Linked DNA regions of Sus scrofa: all the other regions are linked to region 5. The links are chromatin contacts, called in public Hi-C and HiChIP or PLAC-seq maps. All regions are on one chromosome and are shown on one strand. The core of a region is the stretch at or near the end of the contact, and the rest is flanking DNA. Distances in the headings are between cores, read along the strand shown.

Region 1 (5,136 bases), core at 377-2,876, 850 kb after region 5:
CCAAAAGTCAAGCAGAAATGGGTGTAGACACAGGTCAGGGAGAACCAAAGACAGCACAGGCATGATCAGATACCTCTAATATAAGAGAGGGCCTGTGGGAAATGTGCCCCAAGCTTCATCCTCCATAGCTTTGTCCCCAAAGAATGAGAGCAAGGCATGGTGAAGATCACGCAGTCTGTTACTTACCTGGCCCCAGGTTTGGGGTGGGAGATGCTCATAAACCAGGGTTTTCTCTACTTTGGGTGCCATCCAGGCAGTCAAATGATGAGACAATTATAACACATAATTTTTAAACTATCCCTCACCATCTCTTCAGATCACTAATAGTTAATAGTCTCATGGAGAAATTAATTATTCCTGGAGCTCGTGAGGGACAAAGCTGTGCTACGTGCTTTGATGGGACCGAATCACTGGTTTCTGAGCAGCAGTGAATGATTCTTCCAGAAATTGCTCAGTTAGCATAGATGAAAAACTATTGGCTTGATTTGATTTCTAAAGATCAGACTTCCGACACAGGAACATGTGGTTGAGGATTTCTCAAAGTGCAGCCCTCAGGGCCAGGGATTCCCAGGAAAATGAGAGATCTCAGGCCCACAATTGCTAGGTCTCAGGAGTCAAGGCCTGGGAATCTGCATTTTAACAAACACAGGCGTACTGCTTATGCTAGGACCTACAGGTAGAGTTGTAGTTGCGAGGAGTAGATTGATCAAAAACTTTCTTTGTTCTCCAATAGTGTCGTCTCATCCTCTGTATAAAGTTGTAGATGTTGGGTAGAACAAACTAGAAAGATTTGCCCTTCCCCTCCTGGCCCCACATTGCAGAGCCTAGAATCAGAAATAACCAAGAGGTTTATAAATGAGAGGAGAAGATGTTTCCACCCACAGAGTAATTGGCCCCTGTGTAACATAGCATTACTAGATTCTGAAAAGTCTTTGAAGTGCACATGGCTCAAAAGAAACTAAGAATGTAATTCTAGAAGTCCAGACTTGTTTCCTTAGATACATAACACTGCACAAACAATTTGGTTGCAATTTCAAGGCAGTGGTTTCACAGTTATTTGATTAAATGATGATGCCTTTTCATAAGAAGGAGTCAAACTGATAGCACGTCAAGGTTTTTCCTAGCGCCACAATTTAAAATTATAACTTAGCCTGCTTATAATGATATTTTTAGTTGATTCCTCCTGCATATAAATACATTTCCATATATTACTCCCATAACATTTTCCTCATGATCACAGAGGCTTCTTTTTCAACAAAGTCAATACACAGGTTTTCTGTGACCAAAAAAATATATATATATACATATATATATATGAGGAAAAGAAAGATAACATTTAGCTACTGAGAAACATGTGCTGTCAGCAAAGATGGTGCCTCTCAATTATTGACAAGGAGTACTTTCACAAACCATGGGCTTTCCTTACATTTTACCACTCTTCTCAAACCCAGGACCTTCAATTAGGTGACCTAACATGGGGGGCAATAAAGAAGAGACAGAGATGCGAGACTCAAAGCAAGCAGGCAAGAAAGCTGGAAAATGCTGATGAATCACTGTGTATTCTGAAACAATGAGGTCATGCATTTTTTCCCATGAATAGTTATCTCCCTTTTTACTATGGGCTACATCATCCATTTTATTTGGGATTATTTTGTTTGGGTGTCAGGGATATTTGTTCCTATGACCACCTTCTCCCCCATAGAAACCAACATTTTATCTGCAAACACAAGACACTGTATCCTTTGAAACAGGTAGCCCCAGTGTTGCTCAGCTGTTGCCCTTGACCTTAAGAGAACTTTTATTTTTCTCTTTACTCTTCAGCCCCACTTCTACTTCCATGCCAGTGTGACATTTTGGACTTTCTTCTGAAAAGTTTGCCAGCAGTGCTGAACTCGCCAAGTTGTACCAAAATATTTGATGTATGTTTAATATATATTATGTTGAACCACAAGGAATTACTTTTGCCAATTGCCTTGTCCTTGATAGAGCAGGCAGCTTGATCTAAACTAGATTATAGATAAACGTGTCTGTGTTTTTTGAGTGTTTTTTAAAATTTTTTGTAATTTTTATAGCTACAGTTGATTTTCAATGTTTTGTCAATTTCTGCTGCAAAAGTGTCTGTCTTGATATTAAAACATTAGTAAACTGGAAATAAACTAGAAATATCTATCTAATTCTTTCATTTGCCACTTTAGATTTAAAGTAGAGACAACATAAAAGGAATTTACTCAATAAAAATTTGTTTTTATTCTGTATTATCAGCAATCTGTCACTTTTTTAAAAAATTACAGAACACAGAATTTTTTTCTCTATTTTAAGTTGGAGACAATAAAGTTACGAGGAGGAAAAAAGTAAATAAAATGCACATAATCATAATTATTTCTTCCTGAAGAGAAATCTAGACCATGGATTCTGCTTATATTCATTGGATGCTAATATTATTAAACCCATATAATAATATCACAAAAAACAAGTACAGTATTGTTTTATTTTGGTTTGTTTTTTTAGGAGGTGTAACTTCAGTGTTATAAAAATCAAAATAACTGTTTATTTCTATGACTTAAAGTGAACCAGATAGAAATACTTGTGATGAGGGTTGTCCATAACATACTTTAGTCTTCCTTCATGCATTTATTCAATTTTTAAATACCTACTGTGTGCTATGCAGCAATACTAAGCCTGAGAATACCTCCATCATCATTAAATAATTCTAAAGGTAAAGCTTTCACTATTTGAAAAAAATACTATCATCTCCACGATAGACAAATAATGTTCTACAGAAATGATTGATGAAAATATTAATTTGAATTTTAAAAATTTCTTTCAAAATAAAAATAGAAATGAATAAACTGTTCCATTATGTAAGTAATTTTTCATGTTAAACTAGAAAGATCATCAAGACAATCTTAGCAACTTCACCTTGGTTTTGGATGACCTCTATATCTTGGGCAGATCTATGCACCAGCCTCCTCTATTCTGCTCTAGGGTGCCGAAGTTGACCTCTATGGATCCCATTACTGTGCTACCTTGCTCTCTAGCTGGGATCAGTCCAATGAGAAGCACTCATAGTAGACTGAATTGGAAGAGGAGAATGTGGTCAGGGCGTTTATTTCACCATAATTCTCCTTGCAAGGTGGCCACGGGTTGCCCATGGAGCTAACCAGGTGGGTCCTACCCATACATCTACCTTTTCCATGTTCTGGTAACCCATCTCTCTACTTCAAGTGATGGGGTGGCCACCCTAGAGATGCTAGCCAGGCATGTGCTGATCATCCCTTATTGATTTCTATAAATCCTGCCCACAATGTTTAGAACGGAAAGGATATCTATATTAAAAGTTCATTGATTATATCATTTGAAAGAGCCATCTATTTCTGGCAGAACCTACCATGACACATGCATGGATTACTAGAATTTAATTTAAGTAGCCTTCATACAGAATTTTAAAAACAAATCATAGGAGTTCCCTTCGTGGTGCAGTGGTTAACGAATCCGACTAAGAACCATGAGGTTGCGGGTTCGATCCCTGCCCTTGCTCGGTGGGTTAACGATCCGGCGTTGCCGTGAGCTGTGGTGTAGGTCGCAGATGCGGCTCAGATCCCGCATTGCTGTGGCTCTGGTGTAGGCCGGTGGCTACAGCTCCGACTAGACCCCTAGCCTGGGAACATCCATATGCCGCGGGAGCAGCCCAAGAGATGGCAAATGACAAAAAAAAAAAAAAAAAAAAATCATAAACTTTGCATCAGCTCCAAAGTTTTTTTTTCTATATTCTCAACAACTAACCTGCATTTGATATATTTATCAAAACTTACCTGCATTGAAAAATTAAAGACATAATGTTCCAATAAAAATATATTTACTATTGTTAGCACCATTATAATTGTTTTAAAAGGAAGATTTGATTTGCTTGTTTAAAGAAAAAGTTAAATGTCTATTGACTAGAGTTTTAAAAGCAGACAAATGCAACTATGTCCAAAATACATAATTTAATTAGACCTATCAGTCTTTTAGTCCATTAAAGTATTTGCTTCATGTGGACAGCAAGAACTGTTCTCCTGAAGGCTGTAATCCACATACCTGGCATTGGTTAACCTATGGCAGATTTTCAATTAATTTTTATGTGTTGAGTTTATAAAGAAATGAAAGTTTATTCCATTTTCTCATTAACTGGAAAAGGGAATCTAAAAGTTTAAAGTTTGATAACTACTTTAAATGCTCTATTTTTAAAAAAAAACCCTATATCTATCTGAGATAGAAAGATTAATAATATAATTATCATTATATTATTAACACACAAAAACTTTGAGCTGCTATGATTACGGGATTAGATTTAAATACCTCTACTTTAATTTTTAAAATAGTGAAAGAGAATCTTATAACTGGAAGAGTTCTGAGAGCGCTAGTTATCCTTTAGAATTTGAAAATTGAGACCAAAATAATCTAGGTGAATCATTCACAACTGACACATGACTGACTAGAAATTTAAACACTTGCCAATTTTATAGGTAAATGTAAGCCCCTGGGTTTTGATGGATGATCTCGAGAGAATTCCAGCTGCTCCATGGACAAGGCATTCAGAATTTGCTCTGAAGCGTATACATCATTTGATGAAAAAGTATCTTTGAAGTTACTAGAACACCACCCTGTGCAATGGAAAGGACAAGGAATGAGGGAGTTGTTGTAACTCCCTCACTTCTCAAAACCCGCACAGAATGACCAATCCCTGGCTGGATTCCTAAAGACTTTAAAGGCTAATTGACTCCCAGTGAACAGCTATCAAGCAAGTTGGGAGTTTCAAATGAAGTGCAGCTAAGATAGAAGATACCAAAAATTATACTTTTCAGGGTAAGGAGAAAGACCTACTTTTCTTGCTACTCATTCTATTTTGCCTCTTATTGTTCCTCTTTTTATATCTCTCTCACCTCTTTTTTTTGTTTGTTTGTTTGTTGTTTGTTTTTTTCACAAACTTCTCTCATTTCCTCTCTTTCCCCTTCTTGTGGTGTCTTCCCAACAGTAAGTTATCAAAGCCATACCATCTCTCCTTCCACAGATAATGTTGACTTTATCACTCCTTAAACTGGAAAACTGACAAATTTAATTCAGTTTATTTTAGCCAACAATTGTTGGAGATCAAAC
Region 2 (5,527 bases), core at 1,822-4,321, 680 kb after region 5:
TGAATTTGATATCTGCCTTCATGAAGTCAGTTACTGTGAAGAGTTGATTTCCTACAGCAATAACAGAAAATGTGTTTTGACACCACAGTCAGTGAGCTGTAAATTTACAGTTTTAAGTTGGATGCTAAGAAGACAAAGCAAACTGAGTCACAAACAAGACAGGAAGTAGTTTCAGTTGTAAATCAGACAACAAAAAACCCTAAGACTTTGGTTTTGCCCCTGGTAGTAACTCTGGTTTGTTTCAGGTTCTAGGGAGTGATTGTCCCTTGACAAGAATTAAATAGAGGAGAATATTCAACTTTTAAGTGTTATCAGCTAGACATGAGATATTTTATGAGATGATAGAGAGTAGACAGAGCTATTTAATGAGATGATACTTTTACTCAGGTGGCCACCATAGTGGCAAATTATCAAAAGCCTTCTGTTTCTCTGTTTCCTGAGTCTTAGAATAAAGAACAAGTTTCTTGTGCTTTATGATTATGTGGCATCATACTTGGAATTGCCCTCAGTTCAAAATGCCCTGCAATAGTCCAATTAGAAGATGTTACAGTAAAATGAAATCAGTACACTAGACTCAATTCAGGAAGAACTGATACAATGTTTTATGAAAGTCATTTCCATTCTTCCTGAAATTTTTTGCTTGAATTCTTCAGAGAGTAAATTCCTAGCCTTATCGTAAGATCCCTTGGGTAGCTTTGCATCATTTCCAAAAATTGCTCAGATTTTCTGTTCATTTTCCCTCATTTTCTAAATTCATGGATCTGAGCATAGGGTTTATGAATTGTGGTTTATGCACTATGGTTTATGACTAAGGAGGTAATGATTTTTGATTTTTTTCCCCGTTTTAACATCAAATTGCAGTGGTACTCTCTTCAATTCATCATTGGTAAAATATTTTATGTGCATTTTTCTTAATTTTGAACTTTAAAATTACTGATAGTTTGCTTAAGTATATTTTACAGACTGAACTACAATGACTTCAAACTTAATCCCTAATTTTGCAATAAACTGACATCAGTAAAATATGTCAGCAAGTAATGTGGAATATTGCTAAAATCACTGGGTTCAATGTTTGTTTAGAAGGGAGCCCAGGAAATGAAATGTCTTTCGAAAGACAAATCTTGATATGGCACATCCTGTAACATTGTTTTTCTTATGCCCCTGTCAATTTCCCCTTGTGAATTTCAATTTTTATTTTTCCCTACTTGATATAACCAAACACTTTTTCTTCACCTAAAACTGTAGCAGGGAAGAAACATGGACTTTAGCATCAGAAGAGCCTGGATTTGATCCAAGTCCCCACTTAAATTATCTCTGTGATGTTGGATAAGTTATTTGACCTCTTTAAATTTCATTTACCTAATCTGTGAGGTGGAGATTTAATTTTTACATTTTGGGGCTAATGTAATGTCAAATGAATTGATGTTTGTGCAGCTCCAAGGGAAAAACATCAAAATCAGTAGCCCTGTTGGGTTGCTGAGAAGTCTATAGCACAAAGAGGTAGAAACTTGGGTAAATCTTATGACTGTTTTTGGCTTCAAAACTTTCATTCAGTTTTTCATTAAATAACAATTTATCAAACAACTCAACATGCAGCTGTAGTTACAGAAGAAGAGAATACTAGTAGTAGTAAAGGCAGTTATGTAAGCACTTTACAAATACTAACTCATGTAAATCCCATAATGATTTTGTGAATAAGATGTTATTTAGATCTTACACATGAGCAATTGACCAGAGGGCTTTAGTAATGCATTCAACGCTACACTGCCAGTGGTCGTGGAAATAGAATATGAGCCCTAATACACTGGCTTCTAAGTCTTTGCTGTTACAACCACACTATTATTCCATTAGGAAAATTCTTTAAAAGGAAGTTATGGAATCTGATTAATTTTAATTGTACTAAGTGATATGAAGGAGATGCACATGGTGCTATAACATGAGAACACCAAAATCCGTCAACAAATTTCTTCCTAAGACCTTATTCTACTCTGCGGAGTGCATGACTCCTAGAGTCTCCTCAACCAAGCTCTTCTCACCATTGACAATTCATTATGAACTGGAAATTGAACAGCTAGTGTTTGACAACTTATATGCTAGATCTTCTGCAAAGAAAAAAATAAATGGCCTAAGTAATTACTCTTAAATATTATAATAGAAATTTTACATTAATAATAAAAAATAATAATAAAACATGGTCCAATTCATTGCTGTTCTTCAAACTCAAAATCTCATTGATAAAAACTTCTCTTTGTAACTATAGGATACAATACATTTAAACAGTTACCAAAAAAGATAATCACACATGCTGTGACCATTGCTAACATATTTGATAGTAAGGCCTTGCCCTGGCCTGATGGAACCAGTGTCAAGAAAGAAATGTCACTCTAGGTCGAATCACAGGAAGAGTAGCCAAGGCTGTTTTTTGTTTTGTTTTATTGTTTTGTTTTGTTTTTATCTGTGTGCTTAAACAGTTATTTTGTTATTGATATGTTATAGGTGGCTTTTGACAGAAAAGAAACTTAATCTTTGTCAGAATGTAAACTCCTTGACAACAAAAACTTATCTGAATCACTGCCCTATGTACTATGCCTAAAATAGTACGACACAAAATGCACATACTAGGTACTCAGAAAGAATCACTGGAATGTTGAGTTTTGAAGAGATATCTTTTTGCTTACGTCAGTGCTAGTCAACCAAGGAAGTCTGTGTGGAATGCAGCATGATGTGGTTAAACACTGGCCACTGCATTAGGATTCTAGTCCAAGCTTTGCCACCAACCTGGTTTGTGATCTGGAGTAAACCACTTCATCTCCCTAGTTCTCTCCTTCCTCAGCTCTGAAATATCCATTTTACCTCCTAAAGTGCAGAGGAATACATCTCTTTCATGTCTTGTTCTTAATTTTATCTTGCCAGAGGCTTATAAGTTTATTTTTGACTGCAATTAATGTTTTGTCTTGTGGTAGTGGGAAGAGAAACATAATGATGCACAAGCAAAACCAAATATGCCAAAAGAATGCATGTATTTTCCCTCTAAAAGAAGTACTTGAAGGTTTCACATGGTGAGGAGAAAACCCCACTGATTAATTCTGCTCCTGATCAGGGCACTGACTCATCATATAACTAAACACACATCAGATAGTTGCCTTGGGCCAACCCTGGTTGACTCATAATTTATGGTTTAAGATGAAGATCTGGCTACTTTTGATCTTCTCCTTGCAAGAATTTCAAAGATAATACCCCATGTGCCAGCAGAACCAACTTGACTACCACAGAGGATGTACCCAACACCCATTATGCTGATTCATTGGGGGAAGAAGTAGCAACAATAGAAATGAGGTCTAAAATATCCCTTTCAAATTTGTACCTATGGCTGCAGAAGCCAACACAAGTCATGATCAATTGTGTAGCTTTGAAGAATTATGTAGCATCTGAAACCATACATAGACTTTAAGAAAATAACCTCTACTCCTATAACATTAGACACAGAAAACTAAATGTTCCCCCAAAATCTTTTCCCATCTTATAACCAATTTCCACTTAATTTTTACACTATTGCAGATTATAATCTTTAGCAATAGAAGTTGAGTTTAGTGTGAATTGAAGGATCTGTATCAAGTATCAATACCTGAGGGAGGGAGGCTCCATCAAGACAATTCAGCAAAGAGAGAAGTCAACTTTTGAGGCAAGCACAGCAAAGATTTGACCAAGCACAGAGAGAGCATTGAAGTACATGTAGTCTCTCAGATTTGCCTGTCAGTGAGTTGCAATGACTGGATTTTGGCACCCCCTTCCAGAGAGGTCATTTCCTGAATACGGGCTACCCTGGGAATGATGTGAGCTCAGGCAGGGCCTCTCTGTTTCTGAGGAGGACCCTGAAGGGGGTGACAGGTAGAGGCTTCTTGTGGTCAGCACTACCAACGACAGGCAGTAGACCTCCTCTGAAGAGAACATGAGAGATGAGTCCTTAATACCATGCATATCAAACAATGAATAATCTTTGAGGAAAAAGACAGATTCTGACCATTCTTCTATGACTCAAGTATAATCATTTGAGAATAAAAATCCTATTAAATAATTTAGTATGAAGGTCTGGGGAGCTAATATGAAGCTTACTTTCTACAACCTACACATTTCTTGAAGGCAAGGACTACATCCCTGAACTCTGTGTTTTATTCTGAAATACGTTAAAGAATCTTTAAACATTTATCTATTAATGAGCTGGTTCTTCCCATTGGCCATTTCTCCAGGTAAGGACATGATTCTATGCCTCCCTGGCTAGAAGGGTAGAGCTTATGCCAGTGGAAAAAAAATATATATGTAATTTACTAAATGTGAAATAGGCTTGCACTAATCTTATTTTTCAACGTCTCAGCCGTTTGTTTTTAGTATATCTTGTCATAAGCCCAAGGAAGATGGCAAGGTTCTAAATTAGATGAGTGCAGAATAGATAAATTTGTTTCACTCTATCAAAAGGACACCATATGCAAATATGTGTAAAATTCAGAAATAAATAATATGGCTCATTCCAATAAATATTTAAAGCATTTTCATTCCTTTATATGGATTTTTTTCAGCTCTATTGAAAAACAGAAAACAAATTTATAATAGAGAAAGTTTAATTTGGGGAGAGTCAAATGGGCCTCCTATGAAACCCCAGAATCAGGCAGCTGTATCCACTTGGTCACTATGGTATTGAACCCAAATAAGCAAACCTATAAGGCTGCCCAGATGAGAAGAAGGAGAACAAAGGTTTCCTGCAGTTATCTCGTGCCCCAAACACACCCAATTCCTCTCTCAGACTCATTTATCAGGTAACTCATTAGTTTTCTTTAAGATTATTTCATTTTTTTATGGCCACACCCATGGCACATAGAAGTTCCCAGGCCAGGGAATGAATCTGAGCCACAACTGCAAACTACAGCAGCTACAGCAACATGGGACCCTTTAACCCAGCGCACTGGGCCAGGAACCAAACCTGCCCCTTCACAGTGACCTCAGCCACTGCACTCAGATGCTTAACCCACTGTGCCACAGCAGAAACTTCTCTTTAAGGTTATTTCATACATAATTTTAAAAGTGATTACTCAAATGAATAAAATAAGGTATATACAAGTAAATTTCTAGTTCAATAAAAATATCGTGTGAGCCACATATGTAGTTTAAAGATTTACTGGCAGTGTTTTATATATATATATATATATATATATATATATAAAAATACACACACACACACACATATATAGTGTTTCTTCAAAACTCATATGTTGAACTCTAACCCTTAATGTTTATTTGGAAATAGGGCCTTTCAAGAAGTAATTAAAGTTAAATGAGGCCATAGGGTAGGGCTCTAATCCAATATGACCAGTGTCTTTATAAGAGGAAAGTATAGCAGGAAGGCCTGTTCATAGAGAAAAGGCCATATGAGGACATAGCCAGAAAGAAGGCAGCCATCTGCAAGCTGAGAAGAGGGGCCTCAGGAGAAACCAAACCTCCTAGCAATTTGATCTTGGACTTCTAGCCTCCAGAA
Region 3 (4,953 bases), core at 1,287-3,786, 750 kb after region 5:
ACACACGCACACCCACACCCACACACATACACACTGTATGATTCCATTTATATAAAATGTCCCCGAATGGCACATGTACAAAGATACAAACTAGATTAGTGTTCACTTAGGGCAGAAGTGGGAATGGACAGTGATTGTAAATGATTACAACATTTCTTTTCAGAATGATGGAAAATGTTTCTGAAATGAAATTATAGCTATGGTTGTAAAACTCTAAATATACTAAGAACCATTGAATTAAACATTAAAAAGTAAATTTTATGGTCTATGCATTACATCTCAACAGAACTCTGAATTTTTTCTTTTTCATGACTATGTAAGAGGGCTGTTTATAGGAAAAGAACATCTACATTTTAAATATATAATAATTAACTCATGATAGATCATTTTCTCAATTATCAGTATTACCTCAGCAATCAGACATAGCTTAATAATTACCCTTGAACTAAATGTTGCTTTTCATATGAAATTTTCAAGACCCTAAGATCTATCTAGCTTTGAATTTACACATTCAAGTAAACTTGAGATGCAAGGAGATACTTGAGCAGAATAAGAAATACTGATTGATGCTGTGGGCTTGCCGGCAGGTAGGGGTTTGACCACATAAATCCAGTCATTTATGATTTTTCAAAATTAACATAACCTAAAAATGGCAAATAGTTGTTAGAAAGATTTTTCAATATAATCCAACTGTTCCTTAATGCTCAGACAGGGATTGTATTTAAAAGTGCCACGCAACACACACACACACACACACACACACACACACACACACACACACACACACACACACACACAGAGCCATAGAAGCAAAACAAGTCTTTTCAGCTTGTCATTATGTTGTAGTTCTGGGAGGGGAAGGATCAGCATAGCAAATGAAGATCATGTGAAGGGCATTGTGTGTGCATAGAACTTTCCATGCCTTTTTTCCCTCTTTCTTTCTGACAGAGCTTTGCAGAACAATAAAAATCGTGGCTTCTGATTAGTCCCTGCTTTTTCTCTACCAGGATATGTTGCCATTACATAAAATGGTGGTAATTCTCGTTGCAGGTATAAGAGGGTATCATCATAGTGCCTCTGAATCGTGCTCCCTCTCAGCTCTGCTACCTTAAAGACTAGTGCTTCCTGATAGAACTCAGCCCATCCTTTGAAGACATCCCACTAACTTCTTACAGTAGACCAGCCCTGGATAGTAAAACCCAGTGGACTCCCCTTAGGAGCTGAGGTTCTTTCAAGCCGAAAAATGGAACCCCGACGGAAATCCTCTGCTCATAAAGGTGCCACCATCATTTTAGTATCGCGGATGCAAAGTCAACATGACCGCAAGCACACACGTCCTCATATACACGCTTCTACAGTCATGCTCTTCCACCCTTGCCAGCTCTTAAAATATAATTTCTTTCCTCTCAGGAGACCTGGGGCGGGGGGCAGGGGGGAGGGAGAGCTGAGATTTCAGCCTCTAACTGAACATGTCGCTCAGCCTTTTTATTCAGGCACAGGCACTATAAGAATGTAGTATGTTGGCTGCAACTATTTGTTTGCTTAATTTCTCAGAGTTCAGTGAGGTCATTTTGTCATCTTCCCTGTGTTTTCTGTATTTTACAAAGAATTGCCAGCTTCCAACAACACCCTCTTTCTTCCCATTGGAAATGGAAACACGTCCTCCGCAGGAATTTTCCACTTAGCAGATCCAGCTTCCCTAGCTAGGGCCTCAGCACACCAGCCTGCAATGCTGTATTTCTTTCCACTGCAGTTTGACATTTTTGAGCCAGCACAATGAGTTGCATTCAGTCATTTGAAGTCCTCCCCTTTCTACATCATTTTTTTTTTTTTTAAATAATGCATACTTTCGAGCAATTTCAGGAAGAGAGCAGAGGCTTTTAGGCAACATTAAGTTTAATTAGTTATGTCACTGTCACAGAATCAGAATCCGTTGGAGTAATGCCCCTCCCTCCCCCACAATTTCCCCATTCCCCAGCCCCCTTTCCTCTCCTTCTGGTAAACACATTTAAGGACAAACCTCATGGTCCATATACTCTGCTTGTAATTGTTTGCCTTTGCAAATTATTTCCTTTGGATAATATTTACAAACTATATATCACTGCCTGACACGATGATAAGAGGGGACGCAGATTGCTTATAATCTCAGCTGTAAACAAGAGACGGGAACACGCGCTGGAAAACATGTTCAGTGCCCTGTCTGGAAGCAGCCGCCTCTGCAAATGCTCGCAGCAAAGTGGGAGCTGGGTCGCAGCCTTGCCCAAGGCTGCAGCTTGAGACCCAAACGCCAACGCCAGCCAGCGGCGGCGGAGGAGCCGGGTGGGGGGCAGTCCGCGGGGCCATCCCAAGTCCCTGGCGGGGGGGGGGGGAGGGAAGAGGGAGGAGGGGGGAGGAATTTGGGAGGGTCAACGAAAGGCTGCGTCGAGAGGAAAACAATGCGTGCCTTCCAGAAAGCAAAGGCAGCACACGCGAACACAGATGCCTGCGGGACCCGGCTCCCCGCGGGCAGGGGAGGCGCGGGGCGGTGCCTCCCCCGTCTGGCCGGGTGGTAGCGTCTCAGACAGCCGGGCCGGGGTGGAGGGGTGGGGGGTCAACCCAGCGCAGAGGAGGGAGTCTCCAAAGGCACCGGGATTCTGCAGAGAGGGGAGGCAGGAGGAAGAGGGGATTTGTTCAAGCTGGGAGGGTGGGCCTCAGGATAAAAGAAGTGAAAGAAGAAATAGATTGATGCTGTGCAGGACACCTAGGGTATTTCTTTCAGGGGGTATTACTTCCACTTTTAGGCAGGAACAAGAGCTGGGAGGAAAACAGCAGCACGGGCTGACAGCTCGGAGGTGATCAAAGGAGAGAGCGTGAATGGCTTGCTCGGCCAGCCTTTTATTAAAAAGAGAGGGTGCTCCCTGGCCACTCGAGGCGGGAGAGCAGGGATTAGGATCAAATAGCGAGAGATCGGCCTCACTTCCTTTATTCGGGAGGGAAAAAATGTGTGTGTATATATATATATATATATATATACGGAGAGAGAGAGAGAGACAGAGAATGCTACCCATTCCTTCCCACAGACAAAATAGACATTCTCTCTCATCATACAAGTAAAGAAAAGAAATTCTACTCTTTCTTTCCCAGTGTTGCTGCCTCTGTCTTGTATTAGCACACGATGGATGGTCCGTCGGAGGACATTTTTAAGCGAAGTCCTCCTTTGGGGAAGGTAGCGAACTTTGTGTGAGTCTAATTAACCTCGCAAATAAAGTTTAAGGCCCTCTTGGGATTTGGGTAGAACTTCTCTTTTCCTGGATAACAGGGCAAACTGTTAGCATGCACTTTACTGAGGCAAGCGACTCCTGTTGTAAAAACGAAGATTCCCAGCAGTTTAGGTAAGGGTAAGGACTGCGGAGGTTTCTAATGTGGAAAGGACCTCAGATGCTTTATTAGCGTTAACGCAGGGTTTGATGTCACAATAAGGAAGAAAATGTTAGGCTTCAGCCCCGTGTATGAACTGCACCTTCTGGTTAGAGAAACATGATCTTTACACTTAGAGATGCAACGAAGCTGCGAGGCTTGAATGAAGTGGGAAATAACGTATAATTTATTTTGCCTGAGAATCAGGTACATACACGCGCAAACTTACAACAGTTTTTATCAGCTAAAGCTTTGGGCGATGAGCGAGTTGAATAAGCAAATTAATTTTTACCTAAATTCACATTTTGAAATGTCCATACTCTAAACTCTTTATTTAATCATAAGGTAGTTATATTTTGTTGGATTGTTTTTTTAAACCTAGTACCAGGATTCAAAGATAAACGTAGCAGGGCAGGTCCAGATGACCGTCAAGCAGTCAAGGTGAGCTTAGTTTTTCCTTTAAGAGCCCCCGCCCCGCCGCGCACCTGCGCACCTAAGGCCTGTGAAAGCTTCCTGGCCAAGGACTGAATCCAAGCCACAGTAGTGTCCCAAGACACTGCAATGATAACACTGAATCCTTAACCTGCTGCACCACAGAACTCCTCTACCTCATTCTTTAAACTGCTCTATAACATTTCATGGTTCATTTTATTACGACTCTATTAATACATAAGCGACTATTTCCAATTTTTTAGTATAAGTAATTCTGAAGCTGATGATCCCAGAAATCTCTGACTATACATGCTTTGACTATACTTCCGTAGGCTAGGTTGCATTGGAATAGGCCGGGCAAAGGGTATGGGAATTTAAAATATATAGATATTGCCATATTATTCTCAAAAAGGGCAGAAAGCAATGTATATTCCAACGTGTGTATCACTGGATTACTATTTTCTCACACTCTCAATTACTCTTTATCATCATTTAAAAAAAATTGTCAAGATCCTAAACCAAGGGAGTTCCTGTTTTGGTGCACTGGAAATGAATCTGACTAGCATCCATGAGGATGTAGGTTGAATGCCCGGCCTCCCTTAGTGGGTTGGGGATTCAGTGTTGCCTTGAGCTGCAGGGTAGGTGGCAGACAAGGCTTGGATCCTGCATTGCTGTGGCTGTGGTGTGGGCAGGCAGCTGTAGCTCTGATTTGACTCCTAGCCTGGGAACTTCCATAGGCCTCAGGTGTGGCCCTAAAAAGCAAAAATAAAAAATAAAAAATAGAATGAAATAAAGTTAACTTAACCCAGATAATGTCACATTGACTCCTCATTTGCTTTTTTGATTACTAGTGAGGTGGAACAAGTCTTATCTCCATGGGCCATTTGCATTGTTTCCTATAACTTGCCTGCTCAGATCCTTTGCCATCGCTCTTGGATCCTTTTCTTTATGATTCCCAGAAATTCTTTATAGTGAGAGCCTTTGTTTCTCTTGTGCAGTGTAGAGTTTCTCCCAGAGATGTGTTTATCTTTTAACTTTAATTATGGAGACTTCATCATAGAAATGTCTGAAGTCTTATATAAGCCAGATCTATCAGTCATTTATTTTGTGGATTCAGGCAGTGTC
Region 4 (5,040 bases), core at 1,266-3,765, 610 kb after region 5:
GTCGCAGATGCAGCTCAGATCCAGTGTTGCTATGGCTGTGGTGTGGGCTGGGGAACTTCCATATGCTTCAGATGCAGCCATAAAAAGAAAAATTAAAATAAAATAAAATCAAGATTAACATACCTGTATATCATATATAAATACCAAACAATACTTTTTTTTTTTTTTGCTGTGTAGAAGGTAGTTATTTCTTATCCCATGATCTTCTTATGCTGATCAATAGATTCAATAGATCATCTTTTTTCTTTCTTTCTGTTGATGTCACTGAGCTATGGACAAAAAGTTCCAAGCAAGTTCTGAGAACTCTTAAAAACCCTCAGAACATCCATGTAATGGGAATGCTATCAAACCCTAGTTTCATAGTGGAAAAAAACAGAGATTCAGAGAGGTCAATTAACTTGCTCAAAGAGCACACAGCTGGTAAATGACAAAAGTAGAAATCAAGCCCATTCAGGCTGGGTCCAAAATCTCATCATGATAAACTGTTTCTTCTTCATAAGTTAACTCTAATGTTGTATGAAGGAAAAATTAGTTCAGGGAACAAAACTAAACAGCTCACTTAAAGAGCCCCTTCTACGTGTCTCATAAAAGAATAAAGAGAATAGAAAAATAATCATTGTACTTGTAGTTCCAGATGCTGGTAAACTTTTCAATACTCATGCAATTTGTACCTCAGACTAAATAACTGAATATTTCCTGAAGCAAGGAATTAGTTATGTAACTTGGCAATAATCTGACTACGTGACCCATGGGGAAAACCATGGCGTATGACCTAACTGCCAGAAAGTTTTAAGATATAGAGTGAAACTATTTTTATTGTTGTTTTATCCTTCCTGCGTGGAAAAAAAAAAATGTTTCAAGCTATTTATAAACCGTGTTTTCCCTCAAGAGCGGAGATCACAAAGATAAATGCTAGCTGCCAGAAAAGCCACAAAGGAAGGTGATGTTCTTTATTATGGCATCTGAGAAGAAAAGCTCTCAGGTTGAAACCTAATAATCTCCAATTTCTGATTCCAAGTCTACTGAGATGTTCAAACTTGAGTGTGGTCCTTGGTAAAGTACTGATTTCTGAAAGGTAGCTCTGTCTTGCGGAGGATCTGAAATGAGATCTAGCAGAAATTTCATTCCAGTTGAATGAAAAACACAAAAGGAAGGGTTCTATGGAGCTCGAAGTCTGCCAGTGAAAGATTTACTCCATGTGTGAAAGACTGGAGTGTCTTTCCCATAGCTGATTTATGAATTGCTTTATTAAGAAAGTCTTACGTGGTTAATATTTAAGTACCTGCTTGAATATAGTTATAAATTCCTAAGTAGAGAACCCATAAATTGAATATGAATGTGCACTCCAAATTACCTGTCAAAAAATAAATTTGTGTTTATCTATCTACCTAATTATTTCCTAAGAAACAGTATTATACCTAATTTGAATAGAATGCTGTTTCTATTTCAAAATTTAGATATTTCTAAAGATGATTAAGTATTAATTTACAGGGGAATTATTATACTTCGTTTTGGAATAAACCTGTCTAAATCTATGTCATGAAATGTACCCCTTTCAGACAGGATTACTTTAGTGATACCCTCTCATTTTATGAGATTTCATGTGTCATCACATAACTGGATATGTTACTCTCCGTACATAGCCTAATTTCCCACAGTCATAACTCTTAAACATTTTTCAGATTTTTTTTTCAGTAGGACAAATTTGGTAAGGTTATCAAATTATTTGACTGATAGACAAAATTTTATCTGAACTGTATCTCTTTTCAAAAAAAAAAATCAGTGATGAAAGATGTCTATTATATAACTCCTCTTGGATGGATCCCTCCCCTGTTAACCAACTCAGATTTTCAGGAAGCTTGAATTCCTCCAATTCCATTTTAATGCCTTTTTTTTTTTTTTCCTCATTCTGTTTCAGTGGCAATGAAGAACAGCTGGCCACCATCCTCTGTGATAATAACCCTCCATATAGTCGGAACTAGAGTGGTTTTGGACATGGTACTTACAAGGCATCTCCTTGCAAATGATGTAACCTATTTGGTATTTCACCCTGCAAATAGCTAAAGATTCCTTATAGCCAAGTCGTCCAATGACTCTCAAATTTTAGCTCTGTGTAGTATAATGCAAGCATTTTCTGCCTCATCTATTCAGGAATGGCTTTTGAGAAGTTTTCACAAGAAAATTTATTGTGTTTCATTTATGACATACAATGTAAGGAGAATGGAATGCTTTTCTGTTAGGATTTGCATTGATAATGAAAGGTTACCATAGTGCTGGTCTGCTTTTACCAAATTTGCCAAATTCTGAAGGGGATGCCAATTAGAAGGCTATAATGCTTTTCACTGCAACAGACTGAGACCACTACCTGGTGGTGGGGACCCATCACTGTTGGCTGGACCCAACTTCTAATTGGGAAGAAGGCAAATGCTAGATTGTACAGTGTTTATGAAGTGATACCAACCATTTCAAGTCATAGCCACACCCCAAGAAGGCTGAGGAAGTGATTCAGTCTTTCTTAAGTCATCTTTTCTATTAGTAGCAGGGGAGCCAAAAGTCTGAAAACACTCACATTTTGCTCTCTTTAGGAAAAAACAACATTGATTTTAGAGGCTTTTGTTATGGAGGCCAGGGGGATTTTTCCCACTGCAGCTCAAAAGAAGCTGGGTTTGGATTGGAAAGCCAGACATTTCTTGGCTTGAGTTTCTCACTTGAATGGGATTTGAGTGTGCCCCCTCCTCACCTCTCCAACCCCTCAGCCGCTAGAAGCCCCACCTCCTCCCTTGGACCATATGGGGAAGCTGGCTCAGTGGCTGTTATTCTACCGCCTCCAAGTTCACGCAGCTGTTCATCCCTGCTTGATGTACCGGTAATTACAGCAATGTGCTCTTCTTTTTCCAATCGTGTAACTTTTTCTAATAGAAATTGATTTGTTTTTTAGCAATTTCCATGCCTTTTGTTTCTTAATAAGAAAGGGTGTCTTGTGGCATTGAGGGATTCCATTTTCTGTTAAAAAACAAACAAACAAAACACCCCACAAAATTTCTATATCAGTTCCCAGCTCCATAGGAGGGTTCACTGGACAAGCCAAAATTGAGGAAGGGACTTAAGTGGGTGTAACTAACTTGATATGAATAGGTCAGTTGGGAAACAAAGCAAGTTCATAGCCCTCTGCACATGGAGGTGGTGAAAGAGCATTTTTTAAAAATGTGAAACTGGGAAAAATGAAAAAATACAAATTGACCTCTGCTTTCATGATCCAAATTCAATACACTCTCAAAGGATTTTTAAAACAAATATTTGAAGAGTTCTTCACTTATATCTTGGTTCTATTTTTTGGAGCATGCAAATTTTTTTGCTTTGATATTTGGGATTGGGTGGGGGACTCCAGCAATAGGAAGGAATGCATCCTTCCCTTTAGCTACGCCAAGCTCAGAGGCATAGATCAAACATCTGTTTGCTCACACTGTCATTTCATCTGTGGATAAAATAGATCAGCCCAGGAATCTCCACCCTTGTATCTCCCTACATGGCACTGGGAATCACCCCCGCCAACACACACACACTAATCATTAAAATTAAAAATAAAATGTTTAAAGCAATACTTTTTTCAACCCCTTAGAATATTTCATTTGGGGGCACTTATTTTTAAAAATTTGTTAAGCAGCAGTTGTAGCAGAAAATGCCAAGATAAATCCCTGTGTGTGGATAGAAATCTGAGTTCTCCACAACACACAGAGCTGATTAGATCAGTAGTGTTGATCTAATCTACTGATGAGATAACTGGTGATCTACAGATTCATTTTACTGAATAGTAGGAATGAATGTTTCCTTTATATGAAACTTTCAAAATTTTCATATAAAGTAGTAGCAAAATGAATATTTCCTTTATGCAAAAATTCAAAATTTGATGAAGTTGAGAGGATGACAGATTGTGATTGCAAATTGGATATGCCTCATTTGATGTTTGAAAGATTCATAATTTAAGGTTTAGCTAAAGTTATAAAATATATATTCTGAGCCCCAAAACTTTGAGTGCTAAAATGTATCTATATCTTCTTAAGGACGTTAATTTTATTACTTGAGTATTACCTTTATGCTAATAATGACTAGTAACACTAGAATTGCCAGAAATCATCTATCTTCTCCTATACTCTTTCCCATCCCCTAACTCCTTACAAAATCTTTAGTTTTTTCTTAAATTCTTTTTCAGAAATTTTAATACATCAAAGTGAGAAAATGTGAAATATTCAAATTAAAATTTAGAACTAAATAATTTCTAAATGTGTAGTAAATTTGGCAAAACCGTTGCTTTCCTCAAAAACCACAGCAGCAGCATGGCAGCATTTTTCTTCCTCTGAAGTCTTTGGTTAGAAGCTCCACATGTGACAACGACAGTGAGAAAGATCTGTGCTTCATTCCTAATAAATACAGCACCTGAGACTAGATCTGATTTCACCCTGTGGGAAATCATGCTTTCTTATTTTACGGAAAGCAAACATGTTAGGTTGTGTATTTAAGCAAGCTTTGAGAATTAGGGTCTTCTAGAATGTGTAGCATGACTCTAATCCAGGAGTCTATCCTAGCTCAAATTCTATTTCTTTGGCTGAGTACATGAGTATCTTCAAGGAGAATTGTTTTTAAAGCTTTATGTCATTTTGATATACATTAGACCATCAAAGCTGTACATGTGATCTGATGAATGTCAAAATAAGCAGTTATAGGGAATTCCCGTTACTGCTCAGTGGTTAACAAATCTGACTAGGAACCATGAGTTTGCAGGTTTGATCCCTGGCCTCGCTCAGTGGGTTAAGGGTCCAGTGTTGCCACGAGCTGTGGTGTAGGTTGCAGACGCAGCTCAGATCCTGTGTTGCTGTGGCCGGCTACTACAGCTTCCATTAGACCCCTAGCCTGGGAATCTACATATGCCACAGGAGCGGCCCTAGAAATGGCAAAAAGACAGAAAAAAAATTAAAAATAAAAATAAGCAGTTATATGATAATCACTGCTCACACTTACCATACTCGTTCATTCAGCAAATAC
Region 5 (5,355 bases), core at 2,558-5,057:
TCAATTTTTCATACAGTATATTTCACTACTGTACACCACAAGACTAATTTGGAGTATGGTGACAGGATAATACTTGTACCTGCTCAAAATTACTTCAGTTCAGTTTCTACAAAAGCATTTCTTTCTATTCTGTATATGAACCAAATGTGCATTTCCAGAGTTCTCTCAGTGCATTAATAAAAATGTAGAAAATGTGAAATTATCATATTAATAATTATAATAAATATTAACCACCTTTAACGTGGGTGGTAAAACATCAGCAGGTAGGGAGAAAGGACAATAACATCCTATGCTCAATGATTAGCTACCACGTGAAATCCATTGGTTTGGAAAAAAATGGCACAGCAATCTGGCTTATTTCACGACTTCTTATGAATATTTTAGCCACCGAAACTGAATTTCTGCTTTAAGCGGAAATTCTTTCCCACTGAGATTTTTTTTAAAAAAGCTTTTATAATAATTAGTTTTATGTGATCAAAATCCTAATCTTTCTGTGATGATTATTCTAGAATATTTGCAAATTTTAAGTTGATCTTCCAGACCTCTCTTTCCAGGAAAGGGTACTTTGTTTTCCATAGAGGTATATTTCTTTTTTCTTTCTTTCTTTTTTTTTTTTTTTTAGCTTTGGGGAGGAGGGTTGGGGAAATCATTTCAAAAGTAAATAGATTTGGTTTGTTTTTCCTATAAAATGTGAAATATTCTCCACCCCCATCCGGCGCTAAACATCAAACCTGTAAAAAGCCCTTTGGCCTTAGATTACACTGTTACTAGTAAACAACTGTTTTATCTTTTTTTTTTTTTTTTTCCTCTCCAAATGTAAAACCAGTTACTTTACTACTAACTTCGGACTACCCCGCTCCGCATCCCTCTTCTCTGCTCACCACAAAGCTCGCTATTACCCCAGAATCTCGGTCACTGTTACTGCCGCCTCGTTACCAGATTCTATCTGCTATTTATAGCTTTGCTGTAGTGGGCACGTGTGCCCACATCACCAGGCTGTCAGAGATAGAGAAGGACGGGCTTTCAATTCAACAGCGTATACACAAATTACAGATTAACCAGGTTGAAGTGAGGCTGCACGATGGCAGGGAACACTGTGAGGGAAGAAATGAGAAGCTCCTTGGCTTCGGTGGGCAGTAGCCCCTCTTCAGATACTGGCTTCCCCCAGTTCACATATCGTACGCTGCTGAATGGCGCCTTTGGTTCTTTTTCGTTTCTTTCTTTTTTTCTTTTTTTCTTACTACGCTTTGCAACCTACCTTGGTACCCTCACCCTCTCTCCCTACGTCCCCTCCTGCCAAACAAGGCCTGAGAGACAGGCAGTCCCACCAATCAGCAGGCTCCCCCAAGAAACTCCCCGCCCCTCACCCTGGTATTAGGCCCAGGCGCGCTCCTCCACCGCCCAGTCCGTCCGAACACTGAGCATGCCCAGTGCCCTACTGCTGCTTTTCCCCGCGAGCAGGGTCTCCAGCGCTGAGAGGGGGCGGAGACCCCAAACCCGCCAGGAATGGGGTGGGAAAATAAGATAAGCCCTAAACAGAGGGGCTAGCGTCATTTTCTAAAGGGTCCTTAATGCCAGCTGGACAAGCAGAGGGCAGCCTGCTTGTTTACAGGTCAGCTTAAAAAAACACAAAAACTTTAGGGGATCATTTGCTTGTGGTGAGCCTGATACCGCAAGGTAACTGTGTAAGAGTCTGTCCTTCTCATGAAGAACTCATTTTCCTGTACAGTTGAGCTGGCACCATTCTTGTTTTCTCCCGATTATCCTTGTGGTCAAGGGTAAAAACGTTATGGGGTGGTTCAGTGGGTGTGGAAGCTGTGTGTGAAACAAACACTTCAGGCAGTATTTACATAGTAGGGTTTTGGCCTTACAAACCCTCTGTAGGTCCCTAACATCTTTTGGAAGTCATAAATAGATTTCGGAGTATGACGAGGGGCTGGCGTCTCATTTTTCTCCCCAAGCCTTCATCCCAAGGTGCGAATCCCCGCCCCCTCGCTGGGGGTGGGGTGGGGAAAAGGAGAAACTGGATATTTACGTTTTCTTCCTAATTGATCTGCTGCTAACACCGCAACGCGGGAGGTACAACGCTTCTCAGAGATCCCTCTTGTTCTCGAGTGCCCATAACCCCCCAATCACTGCCCTTGGGCGTTCCTTTGAGGTACCTCACTGCCGCAAATGCGGGGATTCCAAGGTGGAAGGCTGGCTCCTAAGTCCTTTAGAAAACCTCGCAAAAACAAAGATTTCACTATGGCCTATCACCCTGAAACTGAAATCCAGCTTTTATATTTCCAGGGAGAAAAAACCTCCCTCCGGAAGAGTCGATCTTACCTGTTAGGAAAGATTTAGCCCAGCTCCCGCGCCCCCTCCTCCCGGACCCTCCCAGGCTAGGCTCTGTAGCCGCAGTGCCCGCCCCCCAACTCCCCGCCCGTCGCCCCCCACCCTCACTCCTGCGTCTTCCCGAGTTCGGCACACGCACACCCCCCGTTTTCCCAGATTCCCCTCGTGCTTTCGGGTAGCCACCCAAACACCCCCGCCCGCGCCCGCGGCGGGGATTCCTGCGGGCCGGGGGCACCCTGGGTGGCGCTCGGGGAGGAAGGCTCTGCGCCAGGGCGGGCGGCCGCGCAGGGGCGCTGCCCGAGCGCAGCGCTGAAGCCGGCGCGGGCGCCTCTGCGGCACGACCGGGGGGCGGAGAGGGGCGGGCGCGGGGCGGGCTCAACCGGGAATGTAGAGACCCAGGCGGGAGCCTCCCGGCGGCGGCGGCGGCAGCCGGGCTGCGGAGCGCGGAGGCTCCATCACGTGTTTCTCTCCTGAGTGAGACGGCGGCGCGGTCGGAGGGGGCCGACGCGCAGAGCCAGACGCCGCTGCTTGTTTTGGTTGGGGCTCTCGGCAACTCTCCGAGGAGGAGGGAGGCGGGGAGAAGTAACTGCTGCAGCAGCGCCTCCCGGGGAAGAGGCGTCTTCCCCGACTCCTTCCCCAACCTCCCCCCTTGCCTCCCGCCCTCGTCCCCTCCCCTCCTCCCCTGCCGACTGGAGCGAGGGGCAGGGATGAGCCTGTCCCTCCGGCGCGTCCCCAGCTCCCCAGTAGCGTTTTGCGTGGAAAAGCCACTTTCTTCGCCTGTGGAGATGGGCCCGAATGGGGGCTGCAGAGGACGCGTCCGCGGGCGGCGGCAGCAGCAGCAGCAACAGCCGCAGCGCCGCGGTCTCTGCGACTGAGCTGGTATTTGGGCGGCTGGTGGCGGCGGGGACGGTTGGGGGGTGGGAGGAGGCGGAGGAGGAGGCGAAGGAGAAGGAGGAGGGAGAACCCCGTGCAACGTTGGGACTTGGCAGCTCGCCTCCCCCTGCCCAAGGATATTTAATTTGCCTCGGGAATCGCTACTTCCAGAGGGGAACTCAGGAGGGAAGGCGCGCGTGCCTGGAGGGGCAACGCGGGGACCCCCGGCCGCCGCCGCCTGCGCGCCGGACTCCAGCCCTGGCGGCGAGCGATGCATCTTCTCTCCTTCCCAGCCGCGGCGGCTGAGAAGAGATTTGGCTCCCCGAGGATCCGGGCTGCACTCACGCCGGACGCGCTGCCTCCCCCCAGGGCATGAAACGCCAGTAAACTCCGGTCGGGGCTATCTCCTTGGCGCAGCTGCTGCGTCCTCCCTCGGCTGCCCCTCCCCGGCGCGGAGGGCGGCGTGGATTTCGGAGTCGGGGTTTCTGCCGCCTCCAGCCCTGTTTGCATGTGCGGGGCCGCGGCGAGGAGCCTCCGCCCCCCACCCGGTTGTTTTTCGGCGCCTCCCTCTCCTCGGCGGCGGTGGCGGCGGCAGCATGGCGAGCCCTCCCGAGACGGATGGCTTCTCGGACGTGCGCAAGGTGGGCTACCTGCGCAAACCCAAGAGCATGCACAAGCGCTTTTTCGTGCTGCGGGCGGCCAGCGAGGCTGGGGGCCCCGCGCGCCTCGAGTACTACGAGAACGAGAAGAAGTGGCGGCACAAGTCGAGCGCCCCCAAACGCTCGATCCCCCTGGAGAGCTGCTTCAACATCAACAAGCGGGCGGATTCCAAGAACAAGCACCTGGTGGCCCTCTACACCCGGGACGAGCACTTTGCCATCGCGGCGGACAGCGAGGCCGAACAGGACAGCTGGTACCAGGCCCTCCTGCAGCTGCACAACCGTGCCAAGGGCCACCACGACGGGGCCGCAGGCCCCGGGGCGGGAGGCGGTGGGGGCAGCTGCAGTGGCAGCTCTGGCCTCGGCGAGGCTGGGGAGGACTTGAGCTACGGAGACGTGCCCCCAGGACCCGCCTTCAAGGAGGTTTGGCAGGTGATCCTGAAACCCAAAGGCCTGGGTCAGACAAAGAACCTGATTGGCATCTACCGCCTCTGCCTGACCAGCAAGACCATCAGTTTCGTGAAGCTGAACTCGGAGGCGGCGGCTGTGGTGCTGCAGCTGATGAACATCAGGCGCTGTGGCCACTCAGAGAACTTCTTCTTCATCGAAGTGGGCCGTTCTGCAGTGACGGGACCCGGGGAGTTTTGGATGCAGGTGGATGATTCTGTGGTGGCCCAGAATATGCATGAGACAATCCTGGAGGCCATGCGGGCCATGAGCGATGAGTTCCGCCCTCGAAGCAAGAGCCAGTCCTCCTCTAACTGCTCCAACCCCATCAGTGTACCTCTGCGCAGGCACCACCTCAACAACCCTCCGCCCAGCCAGGTGGGGCTGACCCGCCGCTCACGCACAGAGAGCATCACTGCCACCTCCCCGGCCAGCTTGGTGGGCGGGAAGCAGGGCTCCTTCCGCGTCCGTGCGTCCAGTGATGGGGAAGGCACCATGTCTCGCCCCGCCTCTGTGGACGGCAGTCCTGTGAGCCCTAGCACCAACAGGACTCACGCCCACCGGCATCGAGGCAGCTCCCGGCTGCACCCGCCTCTTAACCACAGCCGCTCTATTCCCATGCCTTCCTCTCGCTGCTCACCCTCCGCCACCAGCCCGGTCAGCCTGTCGTCCAGCAGCACCAGCGGCCATGGCTCCACCTCGGACTGTCTCTTCCCGCGGCGGTCTAGTGCTTCTGTGTCCGGGTCCCCCAGTGACGGCGGTTTCATCTCTTCCGATGAGTATGGCTCTAGCCCCTGTGATTTCCGAAGTTCCTTCCGCAGTGTCACGCCGGATTCCCTGGGCCACACCCCGCCCGCCCGCGGTGAGGAGGAGCTGAGCAACTACATCTGCATGGGGGGCAAGGGGGCCTCCACCCTCGCTGCCCCCAATGGCCACTACATTTTGCCTCGGGGTGGCAATGGCCACCGCTGCCTCCCAGGAGCTGGCTTGGGCACGAGCCCAGCCCTGACCGGGGAGGAAGCAGGCCCTGCATCTGATC

The links. A called contact is a pair of places that touch in the nucleus more often than the background predicts. HiChIP or PLAC-seq counts read pairs in DNA pulled down with a chosen protein or histone mark.
Region 1: a contact with region 5 is called in an H3K27ac HiChIP or PLAC-seq map of skeletal muscle, with 18 times the contacts expected there. The contact joins the enhancer-like site here to the promoter of IRS1 in region 5. A contact is called at or near these places in 2 of 5 promoter capture datasets (fetal skeletal muscle and liver), 17 of 47 Hi-C or Micro-C datasets (alveolar macrophages, embryonic fibroblasts, fetal heart ventricle and 10 more) and 2 of 2 datasets of contacts at active chromatin or transcription factors (alveolar macrophages and skeletal muscle).
Region 2: a Hi-C map of embryonic fibroblasts shows a contact between it and region 5, with 2.5 times the contacts expected there. The contact joins the enhancer-like site here to the promoter of IRS1 in region 5. A contact is called at or near these places in 3 of 47 Hi-C or Micro-C datasets (embryonic fibroblasts and fetal skeletal muscle) and 2 of 2 datasets of contacts at active chromatin or transcription factors (alveolar macrophages and skeletal muscle).
Region 3: an H3K27ac HiChIP or PLAC-seq map of skeletal muscle shows a contact between it and region 5. The contact joins the enhancer-like site here to the promoter of IRS1 in region 5. A contact is called at or near these places in 2 of 5 promoter capture datasets (fetal skeletal muscle and liver), 5 of 47 Hi-C or Micro-C datasets (embryonic fibroblasts, fetal skeletal muscle, heart right ventricle and 1 more) and 2 of 2 datasets of contacts at active chromatin or transcription factors (alveolar macrophages and skeletal muscle).
Region 4: an H3K27ac HiChIP or PLAC-seq map of skeletal muscle shows a contact between it and region 5, with 4 times the contacts expected there. The contact joins the enhancer-like site here to the promoter of IRS1 in region 5. A contact is called at or near these places in 1 of 5 promoter capture datasets (fetal skeletal muscle), 4 of 47 Hi-C or Micro-C datasets (embryonic fibroblasts, fetal heart ventricle, fetal skeletal muscle and 1 more) and 2 of 2 datasets of contacts at active chromatin or transcription factors (alveolar macrophages and skeletal muscle).

Annotation. Positions count from the first base shown.
Region 1 is chr15:127,456,206-127,461,341 of Sscrofa11.1, reverse strand. No RefSeq gene overlaps it. Among named protein-coding and RNA genes, the nearest start is that of NYAP2, 430 kb to the right of the region's middle. Within about 2 kb of position 1,626, at least 5 of the 83 cell types and tissues checked have an H3K27ac peak or open chromatin away from gene starts, as enhancers often do. A contact at or near this core is called in fetal skeletal muscle and skeletal muscle, where this site is marked.
Region 2 is chr15:127,626,170-127,631,696 of Sscrofa11.1, reverse strand. No RefSeq gene overlaps it. Among named protein-coding and RNA genes, the nearest start is that of NYAP2, 600 kb to the right of the region's middle. Within about 2 kb of position 3,071, at least 4 of the 83 cell types and tissues checked have an H3K27ac peak or open chromatin away from gene starts, as enhancers often do. A contact at or near this core is called in embryonic fibroblasts, where this site is marked.
Region 3 is chr15:127,556,739-127,561,691 of Sscrofa11.1, reverse strand. No RefSeq gene overlaps it. Among named protein-coding and RNA genes, the nearest start is that of NYAP2, 530 kb to the right of the region's middle. Within about 2 kb of position 2,536, at least 54 of the 83 cell types and tissues checked have an H3K27ac peak or open chromatin away from gene starts, as enhancers often do. A contact at or near this core is called in alveolar macrophages, embryonic fibroblasts, fetal skeletal muscle and 2 more, where this site is marked.
Region 4 is chr15:127,698,741-127,703,780 of Sscrofa11.1, reverse strand. No RefSeq gene overlaps it. Among named protein-coding and RNA genes, the nearest start is that of IRS1, 610 kb to the left of the region's middle. Within about 2 kb of position 2,515, at least 8 of the 83 cell types and tissues checked have an H3K27ac peak or open chromatin away from gene starts, as enhancers often do. A contact at or near this core is called in embryonic fibroblasts, fetal skeletal muscle and skeletal muscle, where this site is marked.
Region 5 is chr15:128,305,736-128,311,090 of Sscrofa11.1, reverse strand. IRS1 (insulin receptor substrate 1) reads left to right here and starts at 3,807. Exons shown (of 2, transcript NM_001244489.1): 1 at 3,807-5,355. The coding sequence starts at 3,807.